Regions from separate parts of the Oncorhynchus mykiss genome. Here region 2 is linked to region 1. A link is a contact called in public Hi-C data. All regions are on one chromosome and are shown on one strand. Each heading gives the region's core, a stretch centred on a gene start, on an enhancer-like site or on the middle of the called end of the contact. The rest is flanking DNA. Distances are from core to core; before and after follow the strand shown. Region 1 holds the start of LOC110488559 (a long non-coding RNA gene). Region 2 holds the start of fbxo38 (F-box only protein 38).

What was found. A called contact is a pair of places that touch in the nucleus more often than the background predicts.
Region 2: a Hi-C map of liver shows a contact between it and region 1, with 6 times the contacts expected there. The contact joins the promoter of fbxo38 here to the enhancer-like site in region 1. A contact is called at or near these places in 2 of 3 Hi-C or Micro-C datasets (blood and liver).

The regions. Positions count from the first base shown.
Region 1 is chr14:3,375,862-3,382,325 of USDA_OmykA_1.1, reverse strand. It overlaps LOC110488559 (a long non-coding RNA gene), which reads left to right and starts at 643. Exons shown (of 3, transcript XR_002468438.2): 1 at 643-856; 2 at 1,536-1,666; 3 at 1,816-2,392. It overlaps LOC110488558 (stress-70 protein, mitochondrial), which reads right to left. Exons shown (of 17, transcript XM_021560806.2): 17 at 6,440-6,464. Within about 2 kb of position 3,570, at least 8 of the 11 cell types and tissues checked have an H3K27ac peak or open chromatin away from gene starts, as enhancers often do. A contact at or near this core is called in liver, where this site is marked.
Region 2 is chr14:3,452,378-3,458,841 of USDA_OmykA_1.1, reverse strand. It overlaps fbxo38 (F-box only protein 38), which reads right to left and starts at 2,520. Exons shown (of 21, transcript XM_036942686.1): 1 at 2,093-2,520. It overlaps LOC110488563 (a long non-coding RNA gene), which reads left to right and starts at 2,596. Exons shown (of 3, transcript XR_005035900.1): 1 at 2,596-2,796; 2 at 3,217-3,364; 3 at 3,546-5,042.

The DNA.
Region 1 (6,464 bases), core at 2,321-4,820:
CAGCCCTTATTTTTTTTAAGTGTTTCTAAAATCCCCTATGGGAAAAATTGTGAAGAAACGATTGGACAGCAAGGTTTGGTAGTATGACTCGTATTATATAGTCATACCAGATTCGGACTGATTTACTGATCCATGCCTCTACCTTAAAAAAAAAAATTCTGTGACCAACAGATGCATATGTGTATTCCCAGTCATGTGAAATCCATAGATTAGTGCCTAATGTATTTCAATTTGACTGATTTTCTTATATGAAAAATTACATATTTGAAATTGTTGCATTTATATTTTTGTTCAGTGTCGATTAACTTTCTTTGGCTTTCACAAACCAACAATCTAGCTTGCTAGACAGCTAGCGAGTTAACTTAGGTGGTGAAGCAAGATGTTCTTATGTTTGTGTAGCAGTGTGATGTTGTTCCTCTTGATTATGCACCAAATTGCACACAAGGACCAATTCAAATAGGCCAGGTCAAGAGGGGATGTTAATAATTTGATAATAATAATTCAGTGTATTTTTTTTATTTAATTACAGCTGCATAGCTAATGTTTTTCTTTGGTGTACAAACACTTGTTCATATTAATATTGTACATACATGTGATTGTAAAAGTTTGTATATTTTGGTTTTGCCCATCGCGGGTTATCTGTATTTCCGTACCCCTTTACTGTTGTCTTTTGCCTGTCATTCGGCTAGCAAGGTGAGCTAGGACTGCGCCAAGGGTTAACATAATGTGTGTCGTCTCTTCGTGTGCAGGGCAAATAAAAATAAGTCCACTAGCAGACCTTCAGTTGTGGCAGCGTCCTAATTAAAAGTACACAACGCAGAACGAACCACGCTACATTTGTATATGTGGGTGATGGGTAAGTAGCCTATTTCAAGTACTACTTGACTTGTAGTTACTTTAGCTAGTTGTATTATTTTGGTCTGGCATTTTAAGAGGTTTCAGAGATCAACTGATTTGCATCCTCTCTTGAGTCAAGAGTTTGCTTACTGTACTATGGGAAGACTGATCTGTTTTCTGTTACCCTCTGGCCAGCAGTATAGCTAGTAGGCAAGGTTATGTAACCTTATTTAGTCCTACCTCCTATGGTGGGTTTTAAATTAAATGGTATTCACGTTTTTTTTTAGGTACAATTACTGTTACGTTATTGATGCCAAATTGCAAACCTTAGTTGCACCTTCTGTATTCAAGAACCAATGGGTGTGCCTGTCTTATCACCTCTTAACTAGGTAAACTGTTTCAACCTGGAACACTATTATTTTGCTTTGGTCTGTTTCAGTCATTGAGTGTATGAAGGGTTTTGTCCCTGCCCATCTCTAACACCTGACTTAAATAACCAACATAATTAATCACGGCGATAGGCTATGATTTGTAATCATGTATGAGATGGGCTGGAACAAAAGCTTCAGATCTTCTCCATGTGTAGGCTATTGTACTGGCCTGTGTGGTGCAGTCTTTCACATGTGTAGTTGTAGTTTTCCATTTGTGTCAACTTTAAACTCAATCTAAGCCACAGACTAACTTTCTCCATTTTGTAGTTAATCTTTATAGACACAGACCCGAAGACATTCAAGCAGAAAGCATCCCAAGTCTCTAATGGTCCCGGTACTGGTTGATATGCCGGCCTAAGTGACCACACACTCAAATGGACCTACAGCTGTTGGTTGGGGTAAGATTCTTCCATCATTCACACACAGTAGACATAGTGTAAATCACCATGTTATCAACAAAATGCTGTCCTTAATTCTTAATTTGTATTGTGTAAGGATCAATTTGTTAAAATGCTGTTTTAAACTCATCTTTAATGTTGTGATCCAGACACACGATGAGCATGATTTGAATGCTGCAACTGAGACTGAATGATGTTTAGGGACACGTGCTGAGATCGTGTGACTGGACATGGGCCGGGTATTTGTGACCACGACCTACAAGGGGTGAAAAAGCACAGCAGCAACCACTTTTTTTATGTTTATTCCATCCCTCTAGCTACCCCTTATTCCACACTATGCCTTTTATGTTCCCTCAACTTCGGACACTTTGGAATGCTCCATCTTCTCTCAATAAACCCACCCTACCTTCACCCATTTTCCCTATACTGGTTCCTTCACTTGTTCTTCCCCCTCATTTGATAACATCTAGACTCTAACACATTTAAGTGTTGTGGTGTACTGGTTTTGCAAGCTTTTTTTTTCACCTGTGTAATGAATGCTGTCCTGCTTATTCTGTGGTTCATACTAAATGTAGTGGTAAATGTGCTTCTCACAATTGACAGCAGCAACATGGAACTGTTAAATTGAGAAGATGAGTGTTGACATTACTTTAGGCATGGCTTCCATGTTTTGAGTATGTTAGATGATTTTCTCATTTGATCTAGTACTTTTTAAAATTAAACCTACTTTAAGCATCCAGTTGTTTTGTCCATTTGTAACTCACCCACCAAAAATCATAATATGCTGTTTTACATTGTGTTATTTGTGGTGGTCTAATTCCTAAAAATGAAAAGCAGAAGAATATGTTGGCTCTCGCATAGTAATAATAGATTATATGGTGCTTTTCGATGTCACAGGTTTGTGACATTGATGAATAATTTAATCTTTACCTCAAATCAGATGTTTATACAAGAAGTTTGACTTGATGGCTGGGTGACTAGGTGCATTCTCGTCAAATACATTATGCTTATTTATTCATGAATATCTGCAATGAGTTAATCTGGCTTTGAATCTGCAACAGAACATGTCAGCAAATTAGTTCTGAATTAATACAGCAGTGCATTCGACTCCATGACTTGACATGGATTTCATATAGTATATAGTTGGCAGAAATTATAAATATTAAATATAGAGGATCTGGTAAAATAAAGTTGTTGCTAATATCATCTAGGTAGCTTGCTAGCTTCTATGCAAAAACTAACCTAGTATTCGTGGCAAATTGTAAATATCTGGCTGCTACTAGGACAGTATTTTGTACAAGACACAACCAATTGCATAAAAGCTAAGAAATATTAGCTTAAAATATTGAACAGTAAATTAAAATGTCCTATATCTTTAGTTTTGGATCAAGGTAACGTTAGCTATTAGCTAGATAGCTGACAGCAAAGGTGTCGGCTAGAGATGATGCAGGAGTTTGCAGTCTTGTGTGATGTCTACTTTGCTGCTAATTACCTTTTTTTATAATCTGAGAGTAAGTAGAGCCATATATAAAAGTCACCTTGTCCGGGAGAGAAGTGGTTCTAAAATGAGTGTTAACTCCGATTGGAACCGTTTTTGTGTTTGACCGCTAGGTTTTATGGGTATTATTTTATTTGTCACATGAGCTGAATATAACTGGTGTAGACTTACTGTGAAATGCTTGCTTACAGGCCCTTCCCAAAGATGCAGAGTTTAATAATACAAATAAAATAGTAACACAAGGAATAAAATAACCAAGAATGGAGCTATATACAGGGAGTACCAGGTGGCATCCTATGATGGTGCCATGCTTGAAAGTCACTGAGTTCTTCAGTAAGGCCAATGTTTGCAATGGAGATTGCATGGCTGCGTGTTCGATTTTATACTCCTGTCAGCAACGGGGGTCGCTGCAATAGCGGAATCCACTAACTGGAAGGGGTGTCCACATACGTTTGTGTGTATATATAGGGTATGTACATGAAGGCAGGGTAAAGTGACTAGGCATCAGGATAGATAATGTGAGTGAAATAAACAACCGAGTAGCAGCAAATGATCCAAATGATCAAGTGTGTGTTTTTTTTGTGTGGGAGTGTCAATGTAGTGTGAGCGTGTACTAGTGTGTGTATACATAGTGAGTGTGCGAAGGATCAGTGCAAGAGAGTCAGTGTAGCTAGTTTGGGTACCAATCTGGCTACTTAGCTTCTACCCCCAAGCCTTAAAATTGCTGTCTCGGAGCCTGTTGGTCCGAGAGACGATGCTACGGTACCATTTGCCGGACGGTAGCAGAGTGAACATACTAAGGCTTTGGCGATGGGAGCCTGGCAGATTTTCGGGCATTCCTCTGACACCGCCTGGATAGAGGTCCTGGATGGTAGGTAGCTCGGCCCCAGTGATGTACTGGGCTGCCTGCATCACCCTCTGTGGATCTCAAAAACTGGACTTGGATCTGCATTAAGTAGAAATGATATCTTTCGCCACTATTGTCTTACAACACAACAGATAGTTCGAACTAGTCATGATAATTCAACAATACATAATTTTCAAGTTTCTTACCAGCAAAGTTCTTAGTTACATGATTGTTTAATAAATAGCAAAGGAGTTTTGAAGTTGAGGGTGCAGTATCTATGAAGTTTAGCAATGAGGACGAAAACAATCATAGTTCAGCTAGCCAGGAATACCGGGAAAAAACCTTGGGACGGCATATAGCTGGGCGGCCATGGCACTTGTCTAATTCAGGACACAGATTGTCTTTTTTTAAATCAACGGGCCAGAGTTCATGTCTAAGAAGCACGGCTTCGACTGCTCCTACAGTTTTGGTTCGGTACTGCAGTTTAACTGACGCCCTGCCCAGAAAGACAATTTCCATATATGGCAACATATAGATGTAATAAAACACTTTAGTCATCAACTTTGAGCACAAAACATTCATTGAATTATTCAAATATTTTATTTTTTATTCCTCATCATGTCTTCTCTACTTTTGGTGGCCTTAACTTCATGTTGTTTTGCAATTATAATATTGACAAAGTTCCAGTGAAACTTTCTGCTTTTCATCGGCAGGTTTTCTTGTCATAGTCCTTAATTTATAAACACAATTTTTCTCCACACAGATATTATATATGGAATAATCGGGATATATTGTATAAAAATACCTCTCTGTTTTTAGAATATAAGTTCCGAAATAATATCCTATTGGTGAGCCAACTGGTAAATGCAGAGGGTCTTTTACTCAGTTATAAAGAATTCTTATCACTTTACAAGGTCCCTGTAACACCTAAAGATTTTGCAATTGTTTTAGATGCCATTCCCTCAGGTGTTGCTATGTTATTCAGGAACATGTCAAGACCTGACCCTCAGAGCCTACCTTCTATTGACCCTGTTGACTCATCAGTAGGAAAGATTTGTTTCTCTGTTGGTCCATTCAACAACAGAGCGATTGCGATCCTTGTTTCAGCAGGATGTTGTATCTACCCTATGTCATGCCTTATTGGAATGGATTTATTGATAATATCTGTTGGAAAAAAGTTTGGATGTTGCCACACACATACCTACCTACTTGTTAACAAAATTAGGGAAGTTTCCTTTAAAATTATTCATAAATATTATCCTGCCAACCACTATATGAAGAAGTTTAAGGAAAACATCAACTCAAATTGCTCCCAGAAACAGTTGTGCATCTTTTTTGGCATTGTATGCATGTAAGAAAACTGTGGCAAGACATCAGTAGGTTTATAATTGAACACATTTATGAAGATTTTACACTATTGTGGAGAGATGTACTGTTTGGATTCTTTACATACAATAGAAATAAGCGGAATCATTTTTATGTAATTAATTTCATTATTCTTTTGGCCAAATTTCATATACACAAATGTAAATTTACAAACAGAAAACCACATTTTCGTACCCTACAAAAAGAAATTGAACTGTATTTTAAGACAGTTAAATGCTCTACTAACAAAAAAGCTGTTTTTAATTTGTAATCTATGTATGCTTGTGTTCCCTCATGTGCTTTATGTATTGATTTGATATTAATAATTTTTTTTTTATTTTTTAAAGTGAGTAGATTACACTGAGTTATAAGAACTGGAGACTGTGTCCAAGATGTCCACCCGTTGTTTTGAAGGTAATATACCCATATGCTGATTCATGAACTGTCTATATCCTGGTTGCATCCGGTTTATATACATCGCATACGCGCCAGCATTCACAGGGAGCATTGCAAACAGCAAAGCATTCCCCAAAAAACATGGCAGACAATGGATGAATATAAAATGTTAATATCTTCGGCCGTGAATGAAAAATACATTTGGCCTAAGCAACAAATATTTGAACAATTCAATGGATGTTTTGTGCACAAAAGGTGATGATTAAACAGTCTTATTACAGTATATATATATTTTCCAATCTGGCCATGTATGGAAATGCTCTTTCCAGGCTGGGTGTCAATTAATCTGCAGCACTGAAACAACTGTAGCAGTCACAACTGTGCTTCTAGACCGGAACCGCTGGGCCCTTGGTGATTACATTGCATCCAAGATGTCCAACCGTTTTCAGTCTCCCGTTATTATACTTGTGGTTTTTATGCCCTGAAGCAAAAACAATTACATATTTAAGGAGAGCAAATCCAAATACAATCCTGAAGTCAAGCTGTAACTAAGTCGTAAAACAAAGCTTTAAAAGGATGTTTGAGTCACTTCCGGACACGGTAGACTTCTCGTCACCGATTGCCAAAGGAACAAATTCCTAATTTAAAAAGGAGACCAACAACACCGTTAATTTATTATTTTATTAGAAAAA
Region 2 (6,464 bases), core at 1,271-3,770, 78 kb before region 1:
TGAAAGATACTTAAGTCACCAAGCATAACTTGAACAAAAAGATAGTAATAAGTAAATATGACAACGTTTGCAGACTCAACGATTTATGATGGAGTTGATCAGCGACTAGTGTGGGCTGACTGGAGAACTGACATCACATAAAAGTTTGTATAAACGCGGGCTATTCTTTGGATGCTGAAATACGGAGTTTAAGATAAAAAATACATTTCACATCGGAACTACAGTCCACCCACACTAGTCACTGCCATCTTAAATCATGGAGTTAAGTTTAGGTGGCTATAGCAGCCTGGTTTCATAGACTAGACGTAAATCTGAGACACTCAAATTAGTATGATGTGTTACATTTGGTATGGTTGGTCGGGGTGGATGGATGGACATATAATGTGAAGACTAGCAAGCCAAAGCTTGTGAGTTTAAATCATCACGGACAACTTTAGCAAATGTTCAACTACTTTCCACTTTTTAGCTATTTTGCATGTTAGTTAACCCTTCCCCTAACTCCTAAACTTAACCCTAAACCCTAGCCTAGCTAACGAAATGGGTGATGGACATCCATAAAATTAATACACACCATACGAAATGTAACATATCATACTAAATGGAGTGTCTTGGATTTACGTGCCGAATAATACGAAATGCTCCGAGACCAGGTTGGCTATAGAGACCCATGACTGACAAGCTATCTGTCAGGAATTGGCTCATACTAAATTTGTCATGTCAAATGCTAGCTACATATAGCTCACATACAATAAGCTTTTCACTTAGCCACATGCCATCTATTGAAGAGTTATTGTAATTTCATAATGAGATCGTCACTACAGCAATACAACTAGCCAATCAGTGAACCAGAATCTGGCCTTACAGGAGATGTTGCATATGGCGATTCTCCTTTATTAAGCCCAGTAAGTAAGGTTGTTATTCAATCTGGCTAGTTGAATGGCTGCTTCATGGGCTTAAAGGAGAGTCGCCATATTCAACGTCTCATGTAAAGCCAGGTTCTGGTTCAGACAATCAGTAGCTTAACTATTGAGTTCATTCAACAGAGTACCACAGTGTGAGTCATGTACCCATAAAAGCTAGAGGTCAAACAGGGAGATAGCGTCAATCATTTTTTCCACCATTCACTTCCCCCCATAAGGGATTTTCGAAAAACTTTAAAATAAGTGCTGTTTCTCATGTACATTGAATGACGTTTTGATAACCCTGTAAATATCTCTAGGACAAAGTGACTTATTAAATTAAATTAATTAGCTGCTAATGTGGCTATCACAAAGAACTACAAATTATATCATTTGTCTCTGGGCGAGACTGCAGAGGCAAAGGTGTTAAGAATCTCTGCATTAACAATCCAATGTTAGCAAAATGTAATAAACGGGCTACATTTATTTAAAATGGACAATTCTGTGAACTGTCTTGTGTAAGTTTTAAATTGACACAATACCTGGTAGCAAAGGTGTCCACTAGAGATGACATGCAGGAGCTTGCAGGGATTTGTAGTTTTGCATTTGTCTACTTTGATGCTTATTAGCATTTTAGAATCAGTAAATAGAGCAGGATATACTGACAAAAGTCACCTTGTCCTAGAGAGATTTACATGGTTATCAAAAAGTCATGCCAGGGTAAGCCTACACGAAACACAGCCCTTATTTTAAGTGTTTCTAAAAAAAAAACTATGGGAAAAATGAATGATGGAAAAACGGTTGGAACCATTTCCCTGTTGGACTACTAGGTTTTATGGGTATTATGACACCTCCACTGTGGTGCTCTATAGGCTGCTTAACACACCAATTAACACAATAGCCAGGTAGCTAATGCTAACTTAACTAGCTAGCAAGCTACTGTGTTCATTACAGTATTTCTGCATAAACTGAAAGCCATAAAAAGCCACCAAGGCTTCCTATTACATGACAGCATTTTAGAAGACTAAATACATCTCCAGCAAACGAACGAAACCCACTAAAAAGTGAGACAATGGACATAAATAACGCAAAGTAACAATTAACAAGCACGGGCCACCCCAAAACACAAACAGTTAGCAATGACTAGCTATTACCAGCTAGCTTTGTAGCATGTTTTGCTAAGCAACATTCACCTTTCAGGCTAGTGAGAATTCACGAAGAGAGGGCTGAGGAACATTTGATTCTTTCCAAGTTCTATACAGGTTCTCGTCAGTTGGCTTGCAAGCAAGTTGACTCTTCTTCGAAGCTTTCAATCGCTCAATACAGGTTGACTCAGACAGCTGGCTGGCTAGCTAGCTAGCTGGCTAACAACATCCCCACCCGACACCCGTGGAAGTAACTTAAAGCCTTTTGTGGCAGTGGCAAGCACTGAAAAACAGTTTTAGTTATCCGGTGGTTCTATCTGAACTAATCCTTGTCTGAGGACTTGGACCGGGCCTCTCTGTCTGTCTCCAGGAGGTCCGATAAACACAGCATATGAAAGATGAACTCGCACCTCGATATCTGCGCTCAGATCAGAGACGTACTTCCGCCATACACGCGTACCTCGATTTCTGCGCTCAGATCAGAGACGTGCTTCCGCCATACAAACGCTCCGCCCTACGGTGAATGTATATTAGATAGCGGTGCCGCTTAGGCCGCCCATTGTGACTCGCTTGTGGGCGTGCTGGCAGCATGTTCGATTGTGCGTCAAGAATTCAGCATAGCAAGTTTGTATGAAGGTCTAGTTATTAATTAGTACATAGTTCAATAGTAATATCCTCGAAAACGCTCTGGTGACAAACAAACTTTGCTGCCCTGTTTCCAATTGTCCACATGGCTGGGATAACCTATTCAAGTAAGTAAATACATTTCGAAAATGTAAAAAAAACAACGATATATTATTAGCTAACTAACTACAGTGCAGGCTAACTCAAATGAGCTGCTAAATGAGCTAACTTCACATACTGTATAGATATCTAGCTAAGTGAATGAAATATCACCATCTACCTAACTTCATATTAGCTAGCTATCTTGATGCATTTATCACTGTAAAAAAACAAACTCCAAATTAATTTGTAGGTAGCCAGCTAACAGCCATGGAGGAGGGTGATAGGATAGCAGCCCCAACTGTGAGTAGGCTATTCTGGTTAGGGCAGGTACTTTTGCGTAGTTCCTGTCTCTAGAAGTGAGGATGGAGATAATAGTAACATAATATTCAGTGCGGTGTAATTTGACTATAATGAAGTCTGTTTCTTGTGATGTTTTCTGTCCTCAGATAAAGAGGGCTATGAAAGCATGTCTACATATGAAGTGCAGTGGTTCTCAGTCCTGGTCCTGAGGACTCAAAGGGGTGCACATTGTTGTTTTTGCCTTAACACTGCGCAGCTGATTCAAACGATCAACTTATCATCAAGCTTCAAGTGGTATTTCTGTATTCATTTGTGATGCTATCCTTGATATGATCCTGTTATTGTCACATGCACATGTGCCCATGTATCTATCAATCCAATCTTATCATAATTTATTAGGGATATTATACTTTTGTAATCCACAATGACCTGGTGATGTAAAAGTCTAATTACATTGTCTTCCATATTCCTACAGATACCTTGTAACTGGAGATTTTTTCAAAATGAGTGCCTACAGTTAAGGTGTAGGGTACTGCAAGGTTGGGTGACCAGGAGGGCCATCTGGTACTGCCTCCTGGAGGAATTCAGGTGTGTGAAGACTACCTGTGTCCTGCATAACTTCATGAGGATGGACACGAGGACCAGGAGGGGATCTGCAGCTCGCTGCCATCTGCCAGAGGAGAAGTCTGCTGCTCTGCAGGATGTTTCAAGGATGGGGTCCAACAATGCAGCAAGAGGCAATCCTTGTGCGGGAGATCTTCACCTCCTACTTCTTCAAAGAGGGTGCTGTTCCCTGGCAATACCATAGACTACACGATGCACAAAGGTTCTTAAGAGTCATTCACATTGCAATAAGAATATTCTTCCATTTACTATTCTTCCATGTCAACTGCAGTTATTCAATTCCCCAGTTTCTCTCCCTTTGATTTCTACTTCTCAGGTGAGGGTGCTGTTAAGGTAAGGGTGTGATGTCTGTACAAAAACAGGCTATTTTAAATCACCCATATTGAAAGACACCCTATAACCCACACACTCGTATCAATCTGATTAATGGATTGTGTTGTGCAGTAAGCAGGCTCAGGTGTATAACTGTGGCTCCTTGCACCTCCAAAAATAGGCAAGAGGGCCAACCATGGAGAACAGTAAGACACTTCATTATTTCTATAACTACACTATATTGTTTGTTTTTCAGCAAACGTACTCTGCAGCCACTTAGTGTGGTGTGGACACCAGGTGAGGCCACACACACAGATTCCTGTTGAACACTGTCTTTAACTACCTTAATTTCTCAATAAGTCTCTCTCCTTCACTTCATCCCTCTCTCATCTTCTCCCTAAATCCTCTAGGTTATCAGCTGTGTCGGTGAACCCCTCCCTCATCTGAACTGGCTACATGGAGGGCACAGCATGATCAGAGATGAGGTCACTTAGTCAGGTCAACAGGAAGTATTATTAAAGAGATGCTTAATGTTGAAATACAGATATAGATGCAGTAGTCCCAGAGTTAATGATCCAAGGTCAGTTTTGCATTTCACCTCCTGATTATTATGACTAACAAGGTTAGAATAAAAAATTAAAACAAGGCTTAAACATGCTATCTGTCTCTAGTCTGCAGATATGTTTTGACGTGGGAGATGCCAACCCCCAGTCCCATCATTGCCACCTCACCCGCTTTTAAGATAACCTTCGGACTGTCTAGTTTCACTACTATGTAATTGTGATGAACTGAGAGAATATTTGGGTTGCACTGTGATTCATTAATCATATGCTGCCTTCCCTGCCCCTATGCCTTACCTCTTTCCCTTTCTGTCTTTTACACCTCTCACCACCTCTCTTCCTGTTTTTATAATGCACAACAGATGTGCATTGAAGTACAGATTGAACTTTTATTTATAATATGACAATTATATTTATAATGCATGTATTTATAACACTTGGATAATTAACTTCTTTCAATAAAGTGTTTCACATTCTCTGCTGGTTGAAATTAAGTCTCATTTAATTTATATCCTGTATATCAGGTCAATGCAGATGAAAGGCATTAGATATTGAGATTAACCAGTTTTAGAGTATTTACATGATGCATAGGAAGTGTAGTGTACTGTTTAAAAAAAAATATGAATTACAAATCAATCTTTAACTAGTTAAATCCTGTTTCTAGTCTTAGTTACAATGTGTAACCATTGATGTCCCAGGACCAAGATTAGTAAACACTGTTGAAGTGTATAATTGTAATACATGCATGCAGATATAGCATCTTTCAAAGATCTTTTGATACTCCTGGTATTGGATATGACTGAAAAATTCTCAGACATTCATACCTGAACTGCCCCTTTATTTGCAAAGGTAGAGTACATGATCAGTGAATATATTAAATGTACAGGCTCCAATGTGAGGATCTTATGCATGGTAATGTCTATACAACTTGCATCCTTAGCACAAAGTTATATTCTACTCAATCCATAGGCTTCATTAATATAATTCAGACTGTTTTGAAGTTGATACAACTGGCTATGATAGCTGAGATTCATAGCTAGGTTCTGAACTAATTTGTATACCAAACGTTTGGGTCCATACACAGATGGGGCTAGATAGCTAGCTACACATCCATACAGGTATTTTTTATCCTCCACTGCACAATAAGCAAAGAACATAGCTAGCTAGTTACGTTATTCATCTCTCTGCATTGCATGGCAAATATCAGCAAGGGAAGCGTACAAAAGTGTACATTCAATTTGCAGTAAATGCTTTAGCTAGCTAGATTCTTTACACCCACTGTTTCACAAGACGACAGCCTGATTTGCTGGTTGTTTCAGGAGTCCCTAAAACATGAAACAACCAGACTTACAATTTCATACTCATGTCACAACACCCATAAAGCTAGCTGGCTAATGTTAGCTAGTCAGCTAGCTTGCTAAATCGCTATTTTCGTAAATGAACTTTATGATATAATCGTTTGTCTCTACATTAACTAACATATTCCTGTCAACATTTTGTTGCATGATTCGTTATCTCGTTATAATCACTTACATTTGCTTCCAACCAAGTATTTTTGTCAGCCATCTTTGCAGAAGAAAGTCTCCAGCCTTGGATCGCATAGCGTCAAATTCGTCATGGGAACCACTCGATATGATTGGACATCCCCCAGCGGTCGCTGCATAAAGTTGGGAAAAGTTTATCATTGTCACCGCCTCCCACGCCACATCCGCACCGCCCAAACTTTGCGGAGGTTGCATTGCTTCGCAGTAAAACTGTGTAATAGTGTAAAAACAACACAGCATGTCACTTTAGATTAGAACTCGTGCATTCATTACACTGCAATCATATCAGGGAATGTACATGTACATTTGAAGTTTTGGATGTTTTTCTGTTCAATCTATGGCGCTAGTATTCCA